Regions from separate parts of the Ovis aries genome. Here region 1 is linked to region 2. Evidence: chromatin contacts called from public Hi-C data. All regions are on one chromosome and are shown on one strand. Each heading gives the region's core, a stretch centred on a gene start, on an enhancer-like site or on the middle of the called end of the contact. The rest is flanking DNA. Distances are from core to core; before and after follow the strand shown.

Region 1 (4,473 bases), core at 1,592-4,091, 48 kb after region 2:
CAGTCAATCCTAAAGGAAATCAACCCTAAATATTCATTGGAAGGACTAATGCTGAAGCTGAAGTTCCAATAATTTGGCCACCTGACTCAAAGAGCCAATTCATTGGAAAAGACCCTGATGCTGGGAAAGATTGAGGGCAAAAGGAGAAGGGGGTGGCAGAAGATGAGATGGTTAGGTAGCACCACCAACTCAATGGACATGAGTTTGAGCAAACTCCAGGAGATAAAGAAGGACAGAGGAGCCTGGCGTGCTGCAGTTCATGGGGTCGCAAAGAGTTGGACACAACTTAGTGACTGAACAAAAACAGCAAAAGACAGTCTTAAAAACCTAGAAAAGAAACCAGACACACAGGGCTTCTTTCCCTACTTCTTCCGGGATCTCACTGGGGTGAAGAGGAAGGGGCCTGGGAATATGGCTGGGGGCAGGGTCTGATGATGGATGGGGGACAGGACCTGAAGCAGGAAGTTAGGAAATGTGGGTGAGGCCCTAAAGACTCATGTGAGAAGACCTAATTCTAAGGCTGGATTGAGATGAGTGTCCTGTCAGGCAGGAGGCCAGTTTTGAGACCCTGGGCATCCCTCCAGCCCTGCCAGCTCTGGGTGGGAGGCCCTCGGGGGGCATTCTGTGCTAATCCACTGTTCTCTTGACAGCCCACCTCATCTCCTTGGGAAGATAAACTCCTTAGGGATCAGGATGTTTCCTCAGGAAAGATGCTATTTGTCTTAGATCCGCTAAGCTTAACTCTCTGTCAGGTTATCAGCTATCAACCCCTGAGATCAAGCATCACTGGGCATTTGTTAAAAATGCAGATTTTCAGTTCTGTTTCTTAAGAAATCAGGTTGACTAGATTTAGGGATCTAGGTATCTGTGTTTTTAATAGGCACCTAGGTGATTCTTTTCGTAAAACAAATTTGGAAAACATCAAATTAGATAATCTTCTGAATCCTTTTCAGTCTTAAATTTATGCAGCAGAGTGTAGTAAGAAGTCCAGTTCAGATGCTCAGTCGTGTCCGACTCTTTGCAACCCCGTGAACTATAGCGCGCCAGGTTTCCCTGTCCATCACCAACTCCCAGAGCTTGCTCAAACTCATCTCCATCAAGTCGGTGATGCCGTCCAACCAACTCAACCTCTGTCATCCCCTTCTCCTCCTGCCTTCAATCTTTTCCAGCATCAGGGTCTTTTTCAATGAGTCAGCTCTTCGCATCAGGTAGCCAAAGTAAACTGTAGTTTCGGCTTCAGCATCAGTCCTTCCGAAGAATATTCAGGACTGATTTCCTTTAGGATGGACTGGTTGGATCTCCTTGCAGTCCAAGGGACTCTCAAGAGTCTTTTCTGGCATCACAGTTCAAAAGCATCCATTATTTGGCGCTCAGCTTTCTTTATGGTCCAACTCTCACATTCATACTGGAATGTACTGGAAAAAACATAACTTTGACTAGATGGACCTTTGTCAGCAAAGTAATGCCTCTACTTTCTAATATGCTATCTAGGTTGGGTATAGCTTTTCTTTCAAGGAGCAAGCGTCTTTTAATTTCATGACCAGTAGTAAGAAGAGCTCTGGGCTAATAGTAAGGAAGTGGTTCTGGGCACCCCCTGCAGTTCAAGGCATCTAACTCTGCTGGCACCCTTATGGTCCCTGGGTGCTTGGGTACCTGTTGTCATTGTTACTAACCTGTGCTGGGGAAAACCTAGATGAGAAGAAGGCTGAAGAGAAGGGTATTCAACATCTGTGGTAGAGATCTGGGAAAGATTAGGGGACTACAGAATAAAGAGAAGTGAAGCGAACATCAAGGAACAATAGGTTCTGAACATCCTCCTGGCGTTTTCTCTTCTGGAACTGGCAGGACTTTGTAGGTCTCAGCAACACCCGCTCTACCCCGGGGACACTTAGGCCCAAAGAACTTTTCAAATGTTTCCAAAGCACACAGCTAATCAGAGGAAGCAGGAATCCACATCCCTCCTGCCTTCACCCAGTTCACTGTTGGAGTGCATGGCAAGGCACCCCATTTCTGTGGGCTTGTGGGAAAGCCTCTGATGGTCAAGCGCATCCTGAGTCCCTGGACATCCTCCAGAATGGTCTGCAATCTACTGTTTTCCTGAATTTGCTCAGCCTATCGGTGGGAGAGAGAACAGGGGTCTGGGGAGGTGGGCAGGACTGGGGAGAAGTCGTGAATGGGGAAAGTAAGGGCGCCCAGACCGAAAAGAACCTGCGCAGGGGCTCAGAGAATGCGGATACTTCAAGGGCCATGTCCAGAGAGGCGGCCTGACTGATCAAGATTTCACACCTGACGGATGTCAATGCCAGCAGAACCTCAGCCCCTCTCTCTCCTGATCTATGGCAGTCAAAAGGCTGAACGCGAGGTGAGGTCCGATTTTGCAGAAGCAGTGTAGAAATTCGCCCCCTCGGAGAAACTGAAAAGACCAAACAAAACCCCTAAAACACCAAGCCCGATTCTTTCATCCACGTGGCACAAGAACGGGCCAAAAAGAAGGACGGGGCCGGGGGAGGGGAGGCGGGGGAAGAGTCACCCGTCCCGCCCCTGCTGGGAGGAAGGGATCTGCCAGGAGAGTCAACTCCCGGGCCAGCCCGGTCGCTGCCGGGGCGCGACGGGGAGGGAGCGCGGTTGAGAAACCCAGTTCCCACCAGGCCGCCGCGCGCCGGTCAGCCCCGTGCCGGTCCGCCCCGCCCGCCGCCGAGCGCGGGGAGAGCCGCCGCGGGCCCTTTAAGGGCCGAGAGGTGCGCGGTCTCTTTAAGGCAGGTCCTGGTGGTTTCTGTTTTCTGAAGGAAGTGACGGGGGGTGGGATTGAATGAAAAGTGCAAAACACAGTCTCGGAGCTCCGGAGTCGGGGGCCGCGGGAGGCGCCGCGCTGGGACTGGGAGGCGGACCGGCCCCGGGAGCGCAGCGTCCGCCTCGGAGCCGCCGGGGGGCGCGCGGCGGAGCGCAGCCCACGTGCCTCGGCGCCACGTCGCTGGCGCCCCGCGGCTGAGCCCCCAGCCCCAGGGGGAGCCGCGCCCCCGCGCCGTGAACTAGCCTCCAAGTTCGGGCAAAGTTTGGCCCCGCAGCTCCCTGCCCGCTCGCGGCGCGCCGGGACCGCGAGGGCGGCGGCGGCTCCAGGGGATGCGCCCGCCCGGCCGCTGCGGGGTCCCCCGGGCGTCCCCCGCGCTGCTGCTCCTGCCGCTGCTCGTGCCGCTGCTGGGGGCGCCGCGCGGCGTGGGCGCGGGGGCCGGGGCTAGCTCGCCGTCGGAGCTGCGGGTGCGGGTGCGGCTGCCTGACGGCCAGGTGACCGAGGAGAGCCTGCAGGCGGACAGCGACGCCGACAGCATCAGCCTGGAGCTGCGCAAGCCCGACGGCACTCTCATTTCCTTCACCGCCGACTTTAAGAAGGTGAGGCACCGTCGGTTGCCCGGCGGCGGGGCGGAGGGGGGAAATCTGCGTGCCTGAGAGGGTCCCGTCTGCTGGCCAGAGAACTGGGCCAGGAGAGGGACAGGGACGCGACTTAGCCAAGGTCACGCGGGTCTTCTCCACACCTCTTTGCCCTGCTCCCCAGCGCCCGTCATTCTCCCCCACGAACTGCTCTGCTGCCCTTCAGACTCTCCCTTGCGGCCTTTCACCTTTTTACCCTGGGCGCCGAGGCCCTCTAACCAGCTAGCTCCGCACTTCCTCTTCCAGGTCTCCCCGCGCCCTCCAGGTGCTGACCCTACTAGAGTCAATGTTAATAACCCCGTCTCCCTTTCTGGAGTAATTCCCTCAGGCTTTATCAGGAAAAAGTCCTGGGCCAGGCATCAGAGGTCCCGGGTTCTCACTGTGACCTAGGGCAAGTCCCTTTCCTTCTCTAGGCCACCTTTCACACCTCTGTACAGGAACAAGAGGGAGACTCCAGGTCTCCCAGCCCTGACATCTTGGAGTCTATGTACCACCTCTCCTTGTTTCACTTCCCTGGGCTGGGGAAGGGGGTTCCTGGGTGGTGCTACGTGTCCCCCAGGCCAAGGAGAAGCCACCTCTTCTCTTTGGAATGAAAGTCTGGGGAACTTGCAGTGGAGGACCTGGAGAGAGGCCCCAGGTGAGGTCCCCAGGCTCTGGGAGAGGTGCCACCTCTTACCCTGCTTGAAGGGCTGACCAACCCTCAGTTTTGGCTCAGATTCTGGGGAAGGGGATAAAGACCAGCCTGTCCTGTGTGTGTGTGGTGAAGGGAACAAGTAGGTGGGAAGGGTGTGTGTGTGTGTGTGTGTGTGTGTGTGTGTGTGTGTGTGTGCGCGTGTGTACAAGTAGGTGGGAAAGGGGTAAAGACCAGCCTCTCCTCTGTGTGTGTGTGTGTGTGCGTGTGTGTGTGTACGAGGTGGGAAGGGAGTAAAGACCAGCCTCTCCTCTGTGTGTGTGTGTGTGTGTGTGTGTGTGTTTGGTGAAGGGAACAAGTAGGTGGGCCTGGTCCCCTGGATTGTGAGGTGGGGTAGAGAATGGAGGTGCTCAGGG
Region 2 (4,524 bases), core at 952-3,451:
ACCCTGCAAAGTGCAGCCAGGGTCTTTGTGTCCTCAGAGCTTAGCACACCACGGATGCTTATTGAACAAAGGGGCCACTTGACATCGCTGAGTGGCATCCTCATATGTCCTCAGTTCATGATGCAGAGCAAATGAGTCAAATGGAGCAAAAGGTGCTCCCCAAAGCTGTAAAAGTGCTACCCAAGCAGTGAAAGTCGCTCAGTCCTGTCCGACTCTTTGAGACCCCATGGGATATACAGTCCATAGAATTCTCCAGGCCAGAATACTGGAGTGGGTAGCCGTTCCCTTCTCCAGGGTATCTTCCCGCATTGCAGGAGGATTCTTTACCAGCTGAGCCACCAGGGAAGCCCGCCACCCAAGTAGGGGTGGCCTCATCTCTGGAGTTAAAAGGGGGAGAGAAGGTAGAGCGGAGGGCTCGCACGGCAGGCCGGGCGCCCCCGTGTGGCGAGGCCGGGACGGTGCACGTGGGAGCGGTGGCCGCGGTGGGAAGCCGGCGGCGCCCAGGCTCTCATGGCTCCCAGACCTGCCCCGGCTCGCTCGGCTTTGATGGCTGCTCCCGCCCCTCTCAGAGGCCTGTTTCATCCCCCAACGACGGAATGGGGCTTATGTCTGCCCTCGGGTTCTCCCGCGACGGGCGAATCGGGGACCTGAGTTTGCTGCCGCGTGAGCGTCCCAGGGTGGCAGGGGCCCAGACTCCAGGACGTTTTGTCTGGCCTCCCGAGTTTGGGATGGGTGAGGAGACTGACAAACCGAACAGGGAGGCAGAGGGCGCTTCTAAACTCCGGCGTCCAGCAGGTCGCTGGGAGCATGTGGATCGTTCCTCTTCTAAAGGGAGGTCCAGCGGGTTTGTTTTTTTTTTTTTTAACTGGTGGTGCGCTTTGCACGGGCTCTGTGTCCAGCCCCATTCATTCATTAAATACCTCGGTTTCTGTCTCTGGGTCCGTTTCCCGGCCTCTGGGTCCCCTCCTGTCTCTGCCCACAGGCCCCGCGGTGTACTCCCTCACTTTCCATCCCTGACACCAACCATCGGCTGGCCCAAAGCAAGACTGGAAAGCTCATTTAATGCTCACAAGTACTCTCCGGAGGTGGGTGGGGGTTCTTATCTTCATTTTCCTGATGAGGAATCTGGGCCCAGGGAGGTCACCTGCCCAGGATCATGCAGCTAGAAGGTGCTGGATGGAGGAAACAAGCTTCCCACGGGAGATTCCCTGAGCTTCGTGGACTTCAACTAGTTCAACTCCAGGGCAGACAGCCACCCTGGCAGCCAGTCCTCCCCAACCCCACCCACCGCACAGGGTACCCAGGCCCTCCGGTGTAGGGATGGCTGTCTGTGCCTGGCACCGGAGAAGCCGTAGTGGCGGCTGTTGATGCAGCATCTACTGCTCTGAGCTCCTGGAAGGATTCAGAGACCATGTGGGCTCCTGGCTAAGCCAGAGCTTTCCGAACTTCATCACAGCCCGGCACGTGTGAAAGTGATGACGTGGGGCATGGCGTGGCCCACTGAAGTTAAGTGAGAGGCTGCTTCCAGCCAGAGGCCATGCTGGGGGAGGGGCAGCAGGTGCCCCAGAAACCTGCGACCATCTGGAGGATGGGATGGGGGAGAGGTCTGTCTTAAAACACCTGTAACTCATTCTTGGAACATGGGTGTGTCCTCCCCACAGGTGGGAACTCTGCTTTTGGGCCGGTGAGACTGTACCACCTCCAGCCCTTCTGAGCTAGAGTGCTCAGCCTCTCTCGGGGGACCCAGTGCCTCGGCCGCCTTTCCCTCTCTTGCAGCCCACTCCCATCTCCCCAAGACCCCGCTGCCCACCGAGAGCTGGAGCCCCCTCTCCTGCTCCAGCTCTGCCTCTGCTGACCCCGCAGCCCCACTCCTGGTCCAGCCCACCCATCCTATCTGGTAGGCAGGTGTAATGGTGACACGTGCGGGCTGGGCACTCAGATCGTGACCCCACCATCTTCCAGCTGTGTGGCTTGGTGCCAGCTCCTTAATTTCTGTGTCTCACTCTCTCATCTGTAAAGTGGAGGAAATAACAGAGCGACTGCATAGGGTCACCGTGAGGGATTGTGGGCACACAGCTGCTGGCACAGGAGAGGGCATGGTGAATGTTAGTCTTGTTACTGTGACCCACAACCCACACAGCTCAGCAGCCTTACCCTCACCCAGTGTAAGACACCCAGCTCACCCCTCCCAGTCAGCTCCCAGCCTGAGTCAGCGTCCTTAGCAAGCCTGTGGTGCAAGGACTCTGGAGGAGGAAGCTACACCAAGGTGCTGAGAAGAGCTTGGCCTTGACATGTAAGGGCTGAGGACTAGGTAGGCAATGCCTGCATGGCCTGCTGTGTGCACCTCATCCATCAGAGCAGCTGTGTCAGGCCACTGGCAAAGGGACCAGCTGGAGGTGGTCATCTCCACACCCTAGGAAACAGCCTGTCCCCTTCCTTTACCTTCTGTCACCAAACTTGACCTAGGCAGAAGGATTTTTCCACCATGGAGCCATCTTCCACCCAGTAAGTCCCTTTGGTATCTAACTGCAATCCCTCCTGCTGGTCATTAGCTCTGGCCTGTGGAGTGGTGATGACTGAATCCTCACTCTCCTCCCTGCACTTGGCCCAGGGAAGGCTGTCTTAAAGCTGAGGAGAGAGGCGATATAATTGAACATCAGAGTGAACACAGGAGCGGGCGGTTCAGAGATGCAAGAGTTAGCTGGGGAAAGTACCTGTCCAGCACAGGTGTGAACTCAAATAAGCGTGTCTCCGCTTTATCCTATCAGCAAGCCCAGGGAACCAAACTGTGGTTCCTCATTCCCACCACAGGGTGTCGCCACAGCCCTGCTCAACCAGCTGTCGAGGCTCCCTTTGACAGCGCCCTTGGTGAGCACATGTGTCTCCTCGGACAATTCATTTCCGAGTGTTAGACAAGAGCCCAGTTTCAGGACCTGGAAGGGGTCCCCCTTCCTACAACAAATGGCGACTCTGGCGGGGACTCTTCTTCGCTGAGACTGACATCCTGACCACTCGGGGCACTCAAGGGCCAGCTTGCCTGCCAATGGACCAGACCCAGCGGCTGCAACTGGGACCCTTTTGTCCCTGATCTCCTCCTGACGCGGACAACTGGCCAAAGTGTCCCGACCGGTAAGGAACAAGAGACTTTACTGACCCCTCTCCCCTTCCCTCTCCCTTTCCTCTCCTTAACCCTTCCTATCCTTCTCTGTTTTTCTAGTCCTCCCGTCCTGGACGCAGAAATCTGGTCGAAGGGCCCTCAACCTGAGCTGAAGATTGGAAACTGATCACCTCCTCTTGGCAGAGAACTTGAATTCTGGTTCTGGTCTGGTCTGATTTCTGGTAGGGCCAAGTTCCAGTCCTCCCTTCTCTGAAGGCCCAGGGAAAAGTCCCATAACGCCTGAGTATCTTTAGGTGGCAGGAGACGTCTGTAAGACCACCCTTTTCACCCCCCCTCCTGCCTCCTCCCCCTTCTTCTTTCAACCTGGCTTCCTTTCCTCCCTTGAAATCTTTGATGTTAGTACTTGGATCTGAAGTTCTGTGTCTCTATAGGAGATTTTGCTTCCCTGGTGGCGCAGAGGTTAAAGCGTCTGCCTGCAATGTGGGAGACCTGGGTTTGATCCCTGGGTCGGGAAGATCCCCTGGAGAAGGAAATGGCAACCCACTCCAGTATTCTTGCCTGGAGAATCCCACGGACAGAGGAGCCTGGTGGGCTACAGTCCACGGGTGGCAAAGAGTCGGACACGACTGAGCGACTTCACTTTCACTTTCACTTGGTGAGTCTGAGGGGCTTCCCTGTGGCTCATTGGTAAAGAATCTGCCTGAAATGCAGGAGACCCAGATTTGATCCCTGGGTTCAGGAAGATCTCCTGGAGAAGGGAATGGCAACCTACCCGCTATTCTTGCCTGAAGAATTCCATGGACAGAGGAGCCTGGTGAGCTACATCATCTACGGGGTCACCAAGAGTCGGATAGGACTAATGTTTTCACTTTCCTGAGTCTGACCTCAATCCATCTAGTGTCTTTCCTCCTGTTTTGTCTTCGGAGGAGATGGGCTGTGACTGCCTGCAAGCACAAGGCCTGTCACTACCCATGCCTCACTCCGTTGGGTTAAGCTGAGTGGCCTGGAGGTCACTTTCTGTGTGGACTCACATACTGTGGCCCCCTGGATGCTGTATGACCTCCTCAAGGGTGAACAACTTTTAGGAAATTCTGCCCCCTCCCATGACAACACACTCCAGTATTCTTGCCTGGAAAACGCAAGGAGAGAGGAGCCTGGTGGGCTACATTCCATGGGATTGCAAAGAGTCAGATACAACTGAGCTACTGAGCACACACCCGCTCCCCCAGAAGGCCTTGACCGTCCTGCAGAGAGGCTCATGACACCTGCTGTGGGGACCCCTCCCCAGCCTGGCAGAGTAACTGGTCACCCACATATTCCCTCCTAGTCTCCACAACCCACGTTCTCATGAGCTTCTCCCTGTGAGGGTAATTAAAAGAGCATAATTATCTTTTGAAAGATTAAAT

What was found. A called contact is a pair of places that touch in the nucleus more often than the background predicts.
Region 1: a contact with region 2 is called in a Hi-C map of omental adipose tissue, with 2.7 times the contacts expected there. The contact joins the promoter of OAF here to the enhancer-like site in region 2. A contact is called at or near these places in 4 of 16 Hi-C or Micro-C datasets (blood, mixed tissues, omental adipose tissue and 1 more).

Annotation. Positions count from the first base shown.
Region 1 is chr15:30,498,625-30,503,097 of ARS-UI_Ramb_v3.0, forward strand. It overlaps OAF (out at first homolog), which reads left to right and starts at 2,842. Exons shown (of 4, transcript XM_027979327.2): 1 at 2,842-3,387. The coding sequence starts at 3,121.
Region 2 is chr15:30,451,765-30,456,288 of ARS-UI_Ramb_v3.0, forward strand. No RefSeq gene overlaps it. Among named protein-coding and RNA genes, the nearest start is that of TRIM29, 26 kb to the left of the region's middle. Within about 2 kb of position 2,202, at least 4 of the 54 cell types and tissues checked have an H3K27ac peak or open chromatin away from gene starts, as enhancers often do.